Linked DNA regions of Rattus norvegicus: regions 1 and 3 are each linked to region 2. A link is a contact called in public Hi-C data. All regions are on one chromosome and are shown on one strand. The core of a region is the stretch at or near the end of the contact, and the rest is flanking DNA. Distances in the headings are between cores, read along the strand shown. Region 1 holds the start of Kiss1 (KiSS-1 metastasis-suppressor). Region 2 holds the start of Snrpe (small nuclear ribonucleoprotein polypeptide E). Region 3 holds the start of Plekha6 (pleckstrin homology domain containing A6).

Evidence for each region. A called contact is a pair of places that touch in the nucleus more often than the background predicts.
Region 1: a Hi-C map of liver shows a contact between it and region 2, with 3 times the contacts expected there. The contact joins the promoter of Kiss1 here to the promoter of Snrpe in region 2. A contact is called at or near these places in 8 of 12 Hi-C or Micro-C datasets (Schwann cells, frontal cortex, hepatocytes and 4 more).
Region 3: a contact with region 2 is called in a Hi-C map of Schwann cells, with 7 times the contacts expected there. The contact joins the promoter of Plekha6 here to the promoter of Snrpe in region 2. A contact is called at or near these places in 4 of 12 Hi-C or Micro-C datasets (Schwann cells, frontal cortex, liver and 1 more).

The regions. Positions count from the first base shown.
Region 1 is chr13:47,325,549-47,330,363 of GRCr8, reverse strand. It overlaps Kiss1 (KiSS-1 metastasis-suppressor), which reads right to left and starts at 3,205. Exons shown (of 3, transcript NM_001412625.1): 1 at 3,112-3,205; 2 at 100-236. The coding sequence starts at 202.
Region 2 is chr13:47,607,347-47,611,850 of GRCr8, reverse strand. Snrpe (small nuclear ribonucleoprotein polypeptide E) reads left to right here and starts at 2,600. Exons shown (of 5, transcript NM_001271237.1): 1 at 2,600-2,668; 2 at 3,100-3,126; 3 at 3,876-3,938. The coding sequence starts at 2,615. It overlaps LOC134481497 (a long non-coding RNA gene), which reads right to left and starts at 2,530. Exons shown (of 2, transcript XR_010057007.1): 1 at 2,390-2,530.
Region 3 is chr13:47,181,388-47,186,137 of GRCr8, reverse strand. It overlaps Plekha6 (pleckstrin homology domain containing A6), which reads right to left and starts at 2,729. Exons shown (of 27, transcript NM_001427839.1): 1 at 2,327-2,729.

The DNA of each region.
Region 1 (4,815 bases), core at 1,956-4,455, 280 kb after region 2:
CAGCCAGTGCTCTTAACCACTGAGCCATCTCTCCAGCCCAAATAAAGCGAGTCTCACGTGCACTGACTCTCTTGCCCCCTTTTCCGGGATGGTGTGTACCTGTGGGTTCAGGGTTCACCACAGGTGCCATTTTTGCCAGTGGCTCCCCAAAAGAGGCCACACAGAGGAGAAGCAGCAGCTGCCAAGAAGCCAGCGAGATCATTCTGGAAGAGGCAGATCCACAGGGTGTCCAGAGGCTGAGACGAAGAGAGGCAATGAAGACCAGGCCAGAGTTAGTATTCACCAGAGCCTACCTAGGTCAAAGAGAGCGCCTGGGGGAGAGGAGAAAGCCCGGTGACCAGAGATGATCAGAAGGATAAGCCCCAAACAAGGCCACCGGAAACAGGACTGAGGGACGGAAGAAGGCAGGGAAAATGGGAAGGGTCTGATTTGGTGGGAAGGGCTGAGAAGCCTTGGTTGGACCGTGGTAGGGCTCTGGGTGGAAGGTTTGCAGGGCAGGGATGCTGAAGAAGAATAAATGTCATGCACAGGAGTAGTCAGGGAGGGGGAGGTTGGTAAGGTCAGGCAGGAGTGTGCTCTGAGGTTCAACTATTCTCTTGGGAGCCTGGAACCAAGCCCCGTGCTGGGTCCTGTGCTCTGCTCTCCTACGCAGCACCCAATCTTCCTCAATCTAGCTCTGTCCCCATGATATAATAGAAACCCAGTTTCTTCTCTCTTCCAGGGAAAAAGGAAGAAAGAGGCAATCATCTTGCACATTCTCAAAGCCCTCCGCAGCCTGGGAGACCATCATCAAACTGTCTTATTGCCTATAATTCAGGGCAGGGAAAGCCTTTCTCTCCTCTGGCCCGTCAGTCACTTCTGTTCTCGTGGGCTCTGGGAGGTTGTGAACTAAATTGGCCTCATCAGTTTGACTGCTGAGGTAGGAGCTGTGTGGCCTGACCCTCATCTGGCCACTCCACCTTTCTCCTCTCCTGCTCCCCACTCCACCCCACGTCTCCAGCTCCCAAGTCCAATTTCCCTTTGAAAATGTCACCAAGCACTTTGAAACTGTCCAACAAATGGCATTAAGTGCCCTGGGAGGCTGGAGGCACAACAGGCGGAACCCAGGGCTTCTGTTCAAGGACAGGAGTGAGGACAGATATCCTTGTGAGCCATGATGGCGTGATCTCTCGGCACCGTGCATCTTGCCACTTTGTCCCCAGTCCTACCCCTGCCACCTGACTCCAGACTCACACATGAATCCTGAGTTTCAGTGCTCCAGCTCTGGCCTCATCCCACGAGACATAAGCGGACCACACCCATCTCCAGGCACCATTGGTTAGCCTGGCCCCCAGCTGCTCAATGAGATGGCTGCCAAGACTAGCAGACTATGACTCTGTGACATTCCAAAAGCCAGGCACTTTCTGTAGATGCCCTGAGGCTTGAATAGAAATACAGTGGAAACCAAAATCAGTAGACGGTCTGGATCACAAGGACCAGGGTTAGGAAGTCACTGCTGAAAGTACTGACAATACAAGTAGTACTGTGTAGGTGCTGGGGTGCTGAGGGTGCAGGGACCCCCTGATCTCAAGGTGCTGAGGGTGCAGGGACCCTCTGATCTCATGTCTAGTTGACTCACAGGCAGCTTGTATAAATAGATCATTCCAAAATGACACCAGACACATGCTAACAGCTGATGGCAGCTGGGGAGTCTGACGGGAGGGTCCGGGCTGGTGCTGGCACCCCAGCATGCACCAGATGAAGAGGGCTCTCAGAAGCCACCTCAGGGGATCTGCAGGACCGATGACGCCAGGGGGTCCAGGATGGCAGGCAGGGCTGGGTATAGAGGTGCTGGATACAAAGTTAGCGCTTTATAGGGAGAGGAAGCCATGCCAGGTTATACCCCAACGGGGCCTGAGGAGGGCAGGAATGTGTCAGCGTGCTCCGTAAGTGGTACCTCGTGTTTTCTCTAAACAGAGAAGGTGGTGAGGGAGGTAGGGGAGGGGAGGTGGAGAGGGAGGAAGGGGAGGGGAGGTGGAGAGGGAGGAAGGGGAGGGGAGGAGAGGGAGGGGAGGTGGGGAGGTTGGTGATCCAGACTTCTGCCTCTCATCCCTCTAGTACTCTGCACTATCATGGACAGCATTTTTCAAGTGTACCAAGGGAGAACTGTGCCTGCTCACGACACACCCTTACCCCACGTATACACACGTACCACATATGAACACACTACATACAATGACCCGACATGGTGAGATGATGGCTCAGCAGATAAATGTGCTTGCTAGCTACCGCGCTTGACGATCTCAGTTTAACCCCTTGGACCCACATGGCGGAGGGAGAAAACCACCTCCAGAAAGTTGTCCTCTGACTCCCCTGGGTGCTCTGCGCTTACACACATGCGCAGAAAAAAATAAATGATAAACAAATGTCATAACATACGAAGCACAAACACCTCACATACATACCACACACATCCCACAAGTAACACACATGCCACATGTACCCCAGACCCCAATAACTCTCAGTTGCCTATTCTAGAGAGCGCTCAGTGCATGAGAACTGAAATGTTAGAAAACAAAAAGGAACATGCCCGCCCCCTCTCCCCCTTTCAGTATGTAAGAAACCGGAAGAGGTTTATCTGGTCTGCCATGAACAATCATGGTGGTTCCTTTCACTCTAGGGGCTTTTAGATCTAGTAAACAACAGAAATTCTAGGCGTGATCAGAAGGTTTTTGACATAAGATGGCTCCTTCCAGCGGTATCCCCCCCCCCCCCAGTTCTTAGCAAGTTGCTCAAAGCATATATATGTATATAGTTAGTTTTATATTGGGGGGAAAGGCTCAGACAAGCCGTGGTGAGCCCATGAACCCAAAGGGCTTGCCAAGCTCCCTTCAGGTAGTTCCCACAAAGAGTCTCTTTACAACATCCACTCCTTACGCGGCAGAAGTGGGCTCTGAGAACACCCAGCGACACACAAGACACAAGACAACGTCTTCATCACTGCATTCCTGGATCCCTGCTTTCCTTGCCTCCTTCTCCCTTGATGCTTCAACTGGCCTTGGGTTAGAGGCCTGCTCCTCTAGATCCTCCCTGGGTCAGGGCAGTCCCAAATCCTGTGGGCAGTGTGCCTACCTTGGCTGGGTCCTGGCTTGAGGGCCGGAGGGAGAAGAGCCACTTGGGTAGTTGGAGCACACTGAGGGGAGCCTCTGGCTCCTGGGCTTCCTCTATCTGGCTGCCCGATCACAGCCCCTTTTATGAAGTCTGGATGGGTGACGTATCCCAGCATAATCCCACCTCTGCCCTCCCGGACCCTCCTCAGGGCTCCACTCCCTCCCTCTGGCCCCCGCCTCCTGGCTCTCAAGTCTGGAGCCAGCGACTTGCTCGCCCCCAGAAACCATCCAAGGCTGTTCTCATAAGCTCACTGGCTCTCCCATCATCTCTAGCCTCTTGACACCCCTCCCTCGCAGCTGGAGACTCATTGTACCCCAAACAATGCAGAGAAAGTATCTGAGGAGTGTGTATATTGTGTATATGTGAAATGACTTGCCTTTCTCTGCCAACACACACACACACACACACACACACACACACACACACTCTTTCTCACACAAACACTCACGCACACACACTCTTTCTCACACAAACACTTACACTCTGAAGTGAATTTGATGACGACACAGGCTGGAGGAGGAGGAGCGAGGCACAGTCTGACCTAGAGGATCCTTGAGGCCCACATGCTGCCCTCTCTGAGAGAAAGAAGCCAGGTCAGATTGGCCTCCACCAGAATTGACTCCTTGACTGTGAACTAAGACGGGGGGGGGGTGGAACCCAGGGTTCTCCTCCCCTCCCCTCCCTTTCCCACTAATTACTGAGCACCTGCATGGCACAGAGGTTGACAAGCATGTGATATGTGACATGGCCAGATGTGCTGGACAGTTATATAAGCAGTTGTTAGGAAGGGGGCAAAGCTGGTCACAGCAGCCCACACATGAAGTTCTACCTCCTGGCTGGCTGAGACAGAAGGATGGTAACTTTAGGCCAGCCTGGGTTACCCAGAGAGTTCCAGACCAGCATGGGTAACAGAGTGAGATCTTGTCTCCACAAATCAAGAAGTGGCAGGCATGGCGGTGCATTCCTTCAACCGCAGCCCTTGGGAGGTATAGGCAGGCAGAGCTCTGATCTACGGACAGGCTGTTCTACATAGTGAGATCCTCTCTCAAAAATAAAGTATTATTATAATTATACAGAAGGAAGGTGGAGAGAGGGCATGGCTATTTTCTATTTTGCATTTGCTATTACTGAGCTGGCTTTGAAAAGAAAGCAGATGTGGAGATGGGGCAGCTCTCAGTGCCTTAAGGGCGGGGGCAGGCCTCCCCATCATGTATAGATAGAGACACTGCAGCTACCCCACTGCTAGGCATAAAAAGAAGGGGTTCCGTGGATGCTCACAGTGACTCTGCTCTTTCCTTCCCTCCCTCCTTTCTTCCCTCAAGGTTGCTGCTGTCGTTGTTTGTTCATATTCGATTTGATTCGATTCGATTCGATTAGATTAGATTTGATTTGAGACAGGGGCTCGATGACTGGCTTTGAACTCAGAGGAAGATTCTGCTTCCTAAGTGTTGAGATTAAAAGTGTGTGCCACCAAAGCCTGGCCTACGTTCTTTCTTTGGTCTCCACAAACTCCTTTTAAGCCAGCATATTACATAGTACATATAATCCTACCATCCAGGACACGAGGCAGGGTGGCCATGAGTTCCAGGCCAACCCAAGACCTTGCTTCAGAAAAAAACAAAGCAAAAAAAAAAAGTTTTACCATGAGATGAGGGACTTCCCCCA
Region 2 (4,504 bases), core at 1,351-3,850:
AACCGCTTACATATATCGTTTATAGGATTCAACTCACCAAAGTTTAAAAATCAGAAAATGCATAGGCAAGTACTGAAGTAGTTAGGGATCTTTGCATTTGAGATAGAGTGGGTCTATGTGGGCTCTTTCCAGGCTGCCTCTGAGGGCAGTAGATTGCTTACGTTTGGAGTGTGATATGTTCTTTTTAAAGACATAATTTCAATTCCCCCATGTAAAAAAAAAATTAAGTGTAGGGAGCCGTATTGGATTTGGGCCTGGCCGTTTTGTGACTGTATAGCTCAAAGTAGCTACGTGACTCTTGGCTGCATGGCCACACATACTCCTCTAAGATGACTGTCATAAAGCCTCGAGATTGTGGGACAAAAGCCTCTCCCATGAATTTACGGCACAGGAAGATAACATCCACGGGATGCTTCAGCCCAAGCAAATATCAGTTATCTCCTGAGTCAACACCCGGTGTCTCCACTGCCTGACCTCATCGTCTACCGCCTGACCTCTTTGCCTCCAGCTATCACTGCCTATACCCTCGTCTCCCCTCCATCCTTCGTGTTTCACAAAGGTCACTCCCCCTACCTGAAAGCCTTAAACGCTGTAACGTTCATCCCAATAAATGAGACCTTGACAATGGAATCTTGCTTGGTCTCTTTCTTCTCTCGCCCCCCATTGGCCCAAGGGTAGCGCCCCTTCGGAACCCTGAATAACTGGACCCGCTGGACGGGTCAATTAAGTTTCTTTTTGTAGCTTAAAAATAGCTTTTATCCAGGTGTGGTGGCACATGCCTTTTGACTCAGCACTCTGGCGGGAGAGGAAGGTGGATCTTTGTGAGTTCAGGCCAGCCTGGTCTACGCTGTAGCAAGTTCCAGGACAGCCATGGCTACAAAATGAGACCCTGTCTTTAAAAAATAAAAAATGAAAGCTTTCATCATAATACTTTTCTAAGATTGGAGTTCCTGTTATTCTCATCTGAAGAAGACCTTAGGTTCTGTTGTTTGACTTAAGTGTTATCTTTTAAAGTGCCAGCCCCCTTATATACCATCCAAAAGCCTTTCAAGTCTGAGCTTCCTTATCAGAAAGAGAATATTTAAATAAATGCTAAATATCAAACATTATAAAATATTAGATAATGTTTGAACCAGGCCAGAAGCCCCGTCATAACAGAAAACTGAGTAGGCTTGCCTACTAATGTAGGGACATTTAATCAGTCCCTTTTCTTGCTAGTTGCGTTATGGGGTGGGGGTCTCTAACAGAGACCAGGCTTTAACATACACACACATCCGGATGGCTCCTGACTTACAATTCTTCATCCTAAAGATGGTGCGAAAGCAATATGAATTCCATAAAACTCAAGACTTTGCATTTCAAATTTTGATCCTTTCCCTGGTAAGCTGCTCCAGATACTTTCTGGTGAGGTGGGGGCAGCTGCAGCTTCGAGAAAGGCTGATTTGTGGTGTTGGTGTCGAGTAGGCTAGGCATAGACATTTTCCCCCATTTTATGTGTGCATGTCTGTGTATATGCACATCTGCATGTGGAGTCTGAAGGATGTCATCAAGTGTCCTTCTGAGCCACTCCTCATCATATCCTTTGAGTCAGGGACTCTCATTGAACTTGACGATGGAGCTAGAGGAGTTGGCCATCACGCCCAGGTGTCCTCCTGTCTCTGCAATCCCAGTGCTGGAATTACAGGCACGTCATTTTGTGTAGGTGTTGGTGACTGACCTCATGTCCCACCTACTGAATCATCTCCCCTGGATCGTAGGTATTTGTATTAAATGCATTTATTTATTTATTTATTTATTTATTTATTTATTTATTGACTTACATTTCCAACTTTTGAAACAAGGCCTCATGTAGCTTAGACAGATCTGGAATGTACTATTTAGCAGACGGCCTTAAGCTAATACTCTTGCTTGAGCCTTCCACAAGCTGAGATTACAGTGAGTGCAAATTCCGTACAGTTCAAGGAATATTTGTGCACTACTGCCTCCTTGAATCTTCACACACACACACACCCCTTGCCGGATGGAGATGGTGAGGCCTAGTCACTTATTATCAGTGGTCACACAACTAAGAGGAATTTTGAGCCCAACAAGCCAATCAGTTGGATTGCCATCTTGGGTTACCAGCTCAACAGTAACTCTCCATAAAGGTGATGAGGGTTGAATCTGTTATTGAGCAAACCACAGCTACATCACTGCTTTGGGCATGACAATCCAGACGCTCTGGGGCCCAAAACGAATAAGGGAAGTCTGCAGATGGTTTTGGACAATATGCCGCCCGCCTGGAGGCCACCAGACCTAAAATCCAGAGCAATTCTCAGAATAGCACCTAAGCAGAGGCAAACCTCTCAGTACAGGCGCCTGGCCGAAGCCCTGAGCGCCTTCAGCCTACCTCCAGGTGGCGCTGTAGGACAGACCTCGGTTTCAAAGAGCGGTGGACTCGGAAGGCGGCCGGCGGAGGCTATAAGCATAGAGAAAAAGCGGCTCCGTGGCTAGAGAGGCGTTTCCTAGCCACTGGCCCGCCGACGACTACAGGCACTTCCGTTTCCAGGTCTTGCTTCCGGAAGTCGCTTGCTGAGGCGGTCTTCCTATTCGTGTGGTCTTTGTGACTTCCACCATGGCGTACCGCGGCCAGGGCCAGAAGGTGCAGAAGGTGATGGTGCAGCCCATCGTATCCTCCGCGGCGTGAACTCTGGGCTTTGGGTCCGTAGGCGCTGTGAGCGTGGGCGGGGAACAGGGCAACCTGGTACGGGCCGCTTCCCGTGAGGCCCCGGGGCGTACTGAGGAGGCCGGAAAGCGCGCGGAGTTGAAGGGCCGCGGGAGGCGGGCTCGGGTGTACTGTGGCGGGCATGCGGTACGGAATGGAAGTGGGGTCGACAGAATAGGAGAAGAGGATGTGGGTCATCAGGAAGTTTTGAGAAACGAGGCCGGTGGGGAGGGAGTGCCTTTCGAGTTTCTAGTGCATCCCGAGTGCTTGCTGCAGATGGACACTAGTGCTTGCGTGTGTAGCCCGGCCTGGCCTTAGGGCGCTGGAGAGTCAGACAAGATTGGGAGCAGAGTAACTACTGTTTGTATGTTTTCCTTGATCGCTGTGGTACACAGAACCTTATCTTCAGATACTTGCAAAATGTACGTAAGTTACTTGTTTCCTTATTGTTATTGAAATGAAGGTTGGGCCTATTTGATTATTTGTATCAACTTCTCTGATCCTAGTGCTTAGACTTAAAAATTGAGGGTTGGGGGCACCACAGTTGAGGATAAGGTCCCAGGGAAAGCGCTAATTAATAAAATGGTGTATGTCCATGCCTAATTTAAGCATGCACACAGTTACCATTATTCTCCAAGAACAAAATCATTGATTTCATAGAATTTGTCATCGGAGTTAGCAGTGACAGGTGTATATTGCTTTTTCCTTAGTAGCACTTAAAATGGAGAGAAGACACAAAAAAGGTGGGGGGTGTGGTGGTGGGGGAGTTAGATACAAAGAAACTAGTGGCAAATGGTCTTCTTTGGGGAGATTTTCACGGTATTTTTAGAGTGTTACAACACAAATGAAAAACAGTTTTAAGCGATTGTAATTTTTAATCGTCAGATTTGCTTTGTGCTGTCCTGTGACCAGTTTAAACTGTAAATGTATTCATGCCAGAAGCAAAAATAAATTTTCAGAGTAGGAAAATTTGTTTGAACAGCCCAGTTGGAGCATTTGTTAAATGTTTCTCAGCAGATTCACCAGAGTTGCTAGCTCTTAGATGTAGACTAACTATTTCTAACTTTTGGCTTATATTCATTGGCATTTTTAAGGTAAGTCATTTATTGTGGAGTCAAAGTAATGGGGTGGGATCTGTTTACTGTTTCTAAAACCGTTATTTTTATTTCAGAGATCTCGAATTCAGGTGTGGCTGTATGAACAAGTGAATATGCGGATAGAGGGTTGTATTATTGTGAGTATCCAGGCTATTTTTCCTCTGGATGTTATCAGAAAAAGACATCTCAGAAGATGGCCAGAAAGAGCAATATATACAAGGAGTCAAGGACCCAACTCAAGAAAGCTCTTCAGAACTTGAGTTTTATTTATTTAGCCTCCTCTCCTTGCTTTGGTTGATAGGGTTAGATAGTACTTTTTTTTTTTTCCTTTTTTTCGGAGCTGGGGACCGAACCCAGGGCCTTGTGCTTGCTAGGCAAGCGCTCTACCTCTGAGCTAAATCCCCAACCCCAGATAGTACTTTTCTTAAAGGGAAGAAAGAGTTAAACTTTTAAGAAGAGCTTAGTTTGTGAGGAGAAGGAACAAAAAAATCAAAATGAGAGGGGGATGGGGAGTGCTAGAGGACGGTGATTCTGGATTAGATAATCCCTGAAGAGAACTGGTAGGGTTAGATGAGACTTCAGCTTTTTGTTTGGTGCTAGGGATCAAACCCGGGTTTTGTGGATACCAAGCACCTGCTCTACCACACAGCTACAATCTCAATAGGTTTTTGTTGTTATTTTAGATTTATTTGTCTGAGTGTTT
Region 3 (4,750 bases), core at 1,480-3,979, 430 kb after region 2:
TATGTAAAATGCCGGGCACCCACATGCAGACTATAAACAGCATTTTCAAAGGCAACACTCTTTTTTTTTTTTTTTAATCCCCGTGTGAAAAGAGAAGCCAGCACGTTTTGTGACGCTTCAAAGCACCAGAACCAAAGGGTGGAATCGAGGGTCTGAATCAGACAGGAGAATGTTCCCGCCATGCAGGAAGCTGTTATGAGGTAAGGAGTCTGGGTCTGCAGGATTTCCCTGAGGAAGGCAGTCCTAGGCCTCAGAGGGACTAGAAAGAGTCAGGTAGAGACAGGTTCTGAAAGACTTTAGGAAGCACATCAGGGCTCGCACACTGCAAGAGTCTACCTGACATGGTAGATCCTGGTGGGCATATGCACAAGTTCCCTACTCCCCACTTACTCCCAAAGGAAGTCTGGGTCTGAGAGCATTTCATGAGAAAAGCTCATGCTGGCTCAGCCAGCTATGTCAACCTCCTGCTTGGGCCTCATCCAGCAAGCCAAACTCTCTCTAGTCCAGCCACCTTCCTCCTGCCTTGCCCTGCCCCTGGGGCCAAGTAAATGTCCAGCGACCATCAAATGGGCTGCTGTGCAGGCAGTGAGGAAACAGGAGCGTCAGCCACAGCCTGCCCAGTGACACCTCACTCATGTCTGGGGTGCAGTCCAGGTCAGTCCTAGGAACTGAGAGCACCTCAGCTGAGCCCATCCCTGCGCGCCACTGGGCCTAGATTAAGGGGGTTACGACGGCAGCTCAGCTAGGGCAGGCGCCTGGCTCCTAGATTTCCTCAGTAATTACTTCATTTGTACCGAGCAGGAAGAATCCAACTCAATCATCCGGGCAGACACACTAAATGTAATTATCTATGTAATGTGTCCTGCACCATAGCCTCCCTGTGAAAAAGAAAAAGCAGCCGAACTGAGGGGAGGGCGGCCCCTTTGTCTCTAGCCCGCGCAGCACGCCACCAGGATTAATTACATACAGCGCTAACACGTTTATCACCTCGCCACCAATGGGGAAACCAAAGGCTTTTAATAATTCATTATCTGCAGCCCAGCACTCGTCGAGTGGTTGTGCGGAGACACAGACCCCGCTCTTTTCTGCAAGGAAAGCCAGGCAACTGTGCAGGTGCCCAAGCTGCTCTTGCCACCGTTCTGGAAGCACTGCTGCTCCACCCCCACCCCCACCCCCACCCCAGGCCGCCGACCAAGGCACTGTGACACGGGCGCATCCCTCAAGCAGAATGGGCTCGACTTTTGCCCAGGCTAAACCGCAGCTGCCCAGAGGTGGGTGCTGCCGCTGGAGAGTTGCACCCGTAGAATCCTCCCCACTTCCACATGATTCAGAGGCTCGGGATGGGAGGACCGGGCCAGCACCTGCAGTGCCCCGCAGCCATCTGGACAGGGGCTCTGGCAGAGGCGTGCCAGCTAGGGCTCCGCCCACGCATGCTGGAGACCTGGCGGCTGAGTGCGCCACTGGAGATGCCAGATGGAGAGCGAGAGGTCTTGAGGGACTTGAGATGAGCTGCCCAGTCCTAAAGGCTACACCTCTTGGGACACTTACTAGGGACGTGTCCTTCTTTCTCTCCCGCCCCTTCCCCTCCTCCCACCACGCTCTAACCCGCCTCTCTCTGCATTCAGGGTCTCCCATCTCTTACTCTCTAGCCAGACTGGTTTGCAGTCCCAAAAGGGCATCTCCCAGTAACAGCCTTTCCCTCCCCCCCCCTCCTTCCTCACCTTCCTCCGCCCTCCCCCCTTGCGTATCTCTCTGGCCACTTCAACCCTAGACTCCTCACACAATAGCCCAGTCCTAGGGCTTTAAACAGCAGCAATTTGCTTTTTCATCACCAACACGGCATGTTCCATCACCGCCCCTGTCCACATGCCCTTTAGCAGCTACCCACTGAGCCGCAGACACCCCCTAAGAAACCAAGAGCCTCTGATCCCTTCCACTGAGGAAGGAGAGCCTCCAGCGACCTGAACCTGACCCCTGAACCCTTCCATCTCTCTTTCCTACAAAATTAAGATAGGGTGGGGCTGCACCTTGGAGGTTGGCAGTCCCAAAGCTGCCTTCACCCGGGGACGCAATTCAAATCTAATCAATTCATGTGGTGCCGGCCCTTCCTTAGGGATTCTGGAGGGGTGAGGTCACAGAAAGGCTATAATTAGCATTCTCAGCATCCATGATCCCTAAGTAAGGCTGCCAAGGCTGAGGATGAAGAAGGCAGTTCACTGCAGTGCACACAACCCTGGCCTTTGCGGCCAACACCGGCTGCCAGCTCTGCCCCAGCCCAGCCTTCTTTCTCCCACCTCTTAGGTCTGGTGCACCTAAACGGACTCACCGGCTGGGCCTTGGAGGTGTGATCCCGCGCTGAGAGCGCTAAGCGCGATTTCGGAGGCACCCTTCCCCCAGCTCGCACCAGCTGGGGTCCTCCTCCCCCACCCCTGGGGACCCCTTCGGAAGAGCGCGGCTCTGGATCTAATCTGATCTAATCAGTCATCTTCTCGCTGGCAGATCCCTGGCTCCGGGGAGAGGATGCTGTTGTGGTTACTGCAGGATCCAGCACCTTTCCCAGGCAGAAGCAGCTGGGCATGCTCCATCGGCTCCCGTGGGGATTTCAGACCACGTGACTCTCCCTCCCCAAGCTGTCACTTAGGATCAGGAGTAAATAGTCCCCTGAAAGGTTTAACTCCATCCACACCAGTGACAAGCTGCTAACCACCCTTGCAACCCTCCCCGAAGAGAAGGGGTTGGTGGGCACAGCCTCCCCAGCCGCCCCACAGACAGGACAAGGCTGCCCCCCAGAGGGCATCTGGGCCTACATATGGATTAGCCGCGTTTCCAGAGGCTTACCACAGGAGACTGCAGAACGCTTTTGCCCCTGGGCTTGGCAGGATGGTGGGACCTCATACACCCAGTCTGCCTAGTGGTGGCTTTTCAGCTCTGTGACTATCCCCAAACAGAGAGACCATTTCTGGGTATCAGGAGGGCTTTGCTGGAATCCTAATACTTCCATATCTCTCAACACAATGAATTTAAAGGAAAACGTTGGGAGATCTGGGATCCATTTAAAACAAAAACAAAAACAAACAAACAAGAAACAAAACAAAACAGGATCTCATAGTCTTCAACCCAGACTGGTCTCCAGTGACCAGTCTGAGGGTGTTAGCCAAGCCCGGAACCTGTGCTCTTCAGTACTGATGGGCAGGAGCAGGGAACTTTAAACAATAAGGTTATAGCCCTGTTTCTGCTGCAAATATTGTCAGGGGCTTTCCCCATCTCTCTCCTCCACTGTGCCTCAGTTTCTTTCTTTTCACATCTCTCTGGGAAACTAGGTGACAGTGGATGAATGGAACCTTGGTTTTATGGCCAGGATCTGAAAGGAGTGGGAAGGATTTGCCTTTAACTTCCAGGGGTTTTGTCTCTGCCACACCTTGGACCCAGAGCTGGAGACCATGCTATTGAGGCCACTTCTGAACATAGAAACATTCCAAAAAGCAGGAATGGATGAATACCTGCAAGGCCCCACCCACTTGATAATTCTATTGTTATCTATAAATAAACTGTCTTGATTTTTTTTTTTAAACAAAAGCATCCTAGGCAGAAGATGTTGGCTCAGTTGAGTGCTTGTCCAGGACACAGGAAATGAAGCCTTAGGGGTTTGCAAACAAGCACCCCATAAAATATGGTGTAGACAAGAAGATCAGAAGTTTAAAGCTATTCATGACTACTCAATGAGTTCGAGGCCAGTTTGAGCTACATGAGGTCTTGTGGCAAAAGAAAAAAGAGCAAAGCAGAAAAGCAACCGGTCCCCACTCTGAGTCTCACCATGGTGTGTGAGCATCCCTGGGTGAGCATCCTGTGTGAGCATCCCTGAGTGAGCATCATTTTTTTGTCACCTGGAGCACTTTCTTTAAAAAACGAATCTGTTTTAGAAGGCACAAAAGAACAGCGCCCGACCCCCCAGCACCCAGGAAGAGATAGATTAGGAGTGGGGAGATATGGGGGAGACCTGACAGAGTAAAGTCAAGAGCCTGAGGAGGTACCTAAGGGACAAGCCTTCTCATGCCTGCTCAGGGCAGGTGAGCACATTGTGGCTTAGCTGCTCCCTTGGGAGGGTTTCCCCTCTCTTCCCCTCAGCAAGATGAGCTGCCAGGCTGGTCCTCAATGACTCTCTGGGAAAGCCTCTCAGCTAAAGGGGCAGGGAAGTTGTGAGTAAGGGCCCAGTGCCAGGCCCAGTTCACCTACCCAGCTCTCCAGGACTTGGCAAGGTTGCCTGGTACAGGTGGGGCCCAGTCAGCATCTAGGCAGCCAGAAATGAGGGACTCTTGGGGGGGGTCTCTGGCCTTGAGAAGTTGATGGAGCAAAGTGCGGTTGGTTAAGAGAGATCCCAGTATACAAGAGAGGACTGGAAGGGGACGAAGACCCCAACTGAAATGCCACACAGTCCTTAGGCAGGTGGAGAGGGCAGCCAACAGACAGGCCTGCTGGGCGGGTTTCCTCTTTGGCAGACAGAGAGTGAGCGCTCCAGACAAGACTCTGGCTCACCCAGAAGCTTGAGCCAGAAGGGTGGCTGCTTCCAGAGGATACTGGGGCTCCAGGGGGTATGAGAAGCCAAAGGGATGATTGGGCTGGGCACAGTGCCTTCCTGCTGGGGAGCAAAATGGGAGCTGTAAGAGGGCTTCTGGGGCTGGCAGGATGGAGATGGCAGAGCTGAGAAAGCAAGTATTCCCTGCCAAGTCTAAATCTTTTCCTCTGTTAGCCC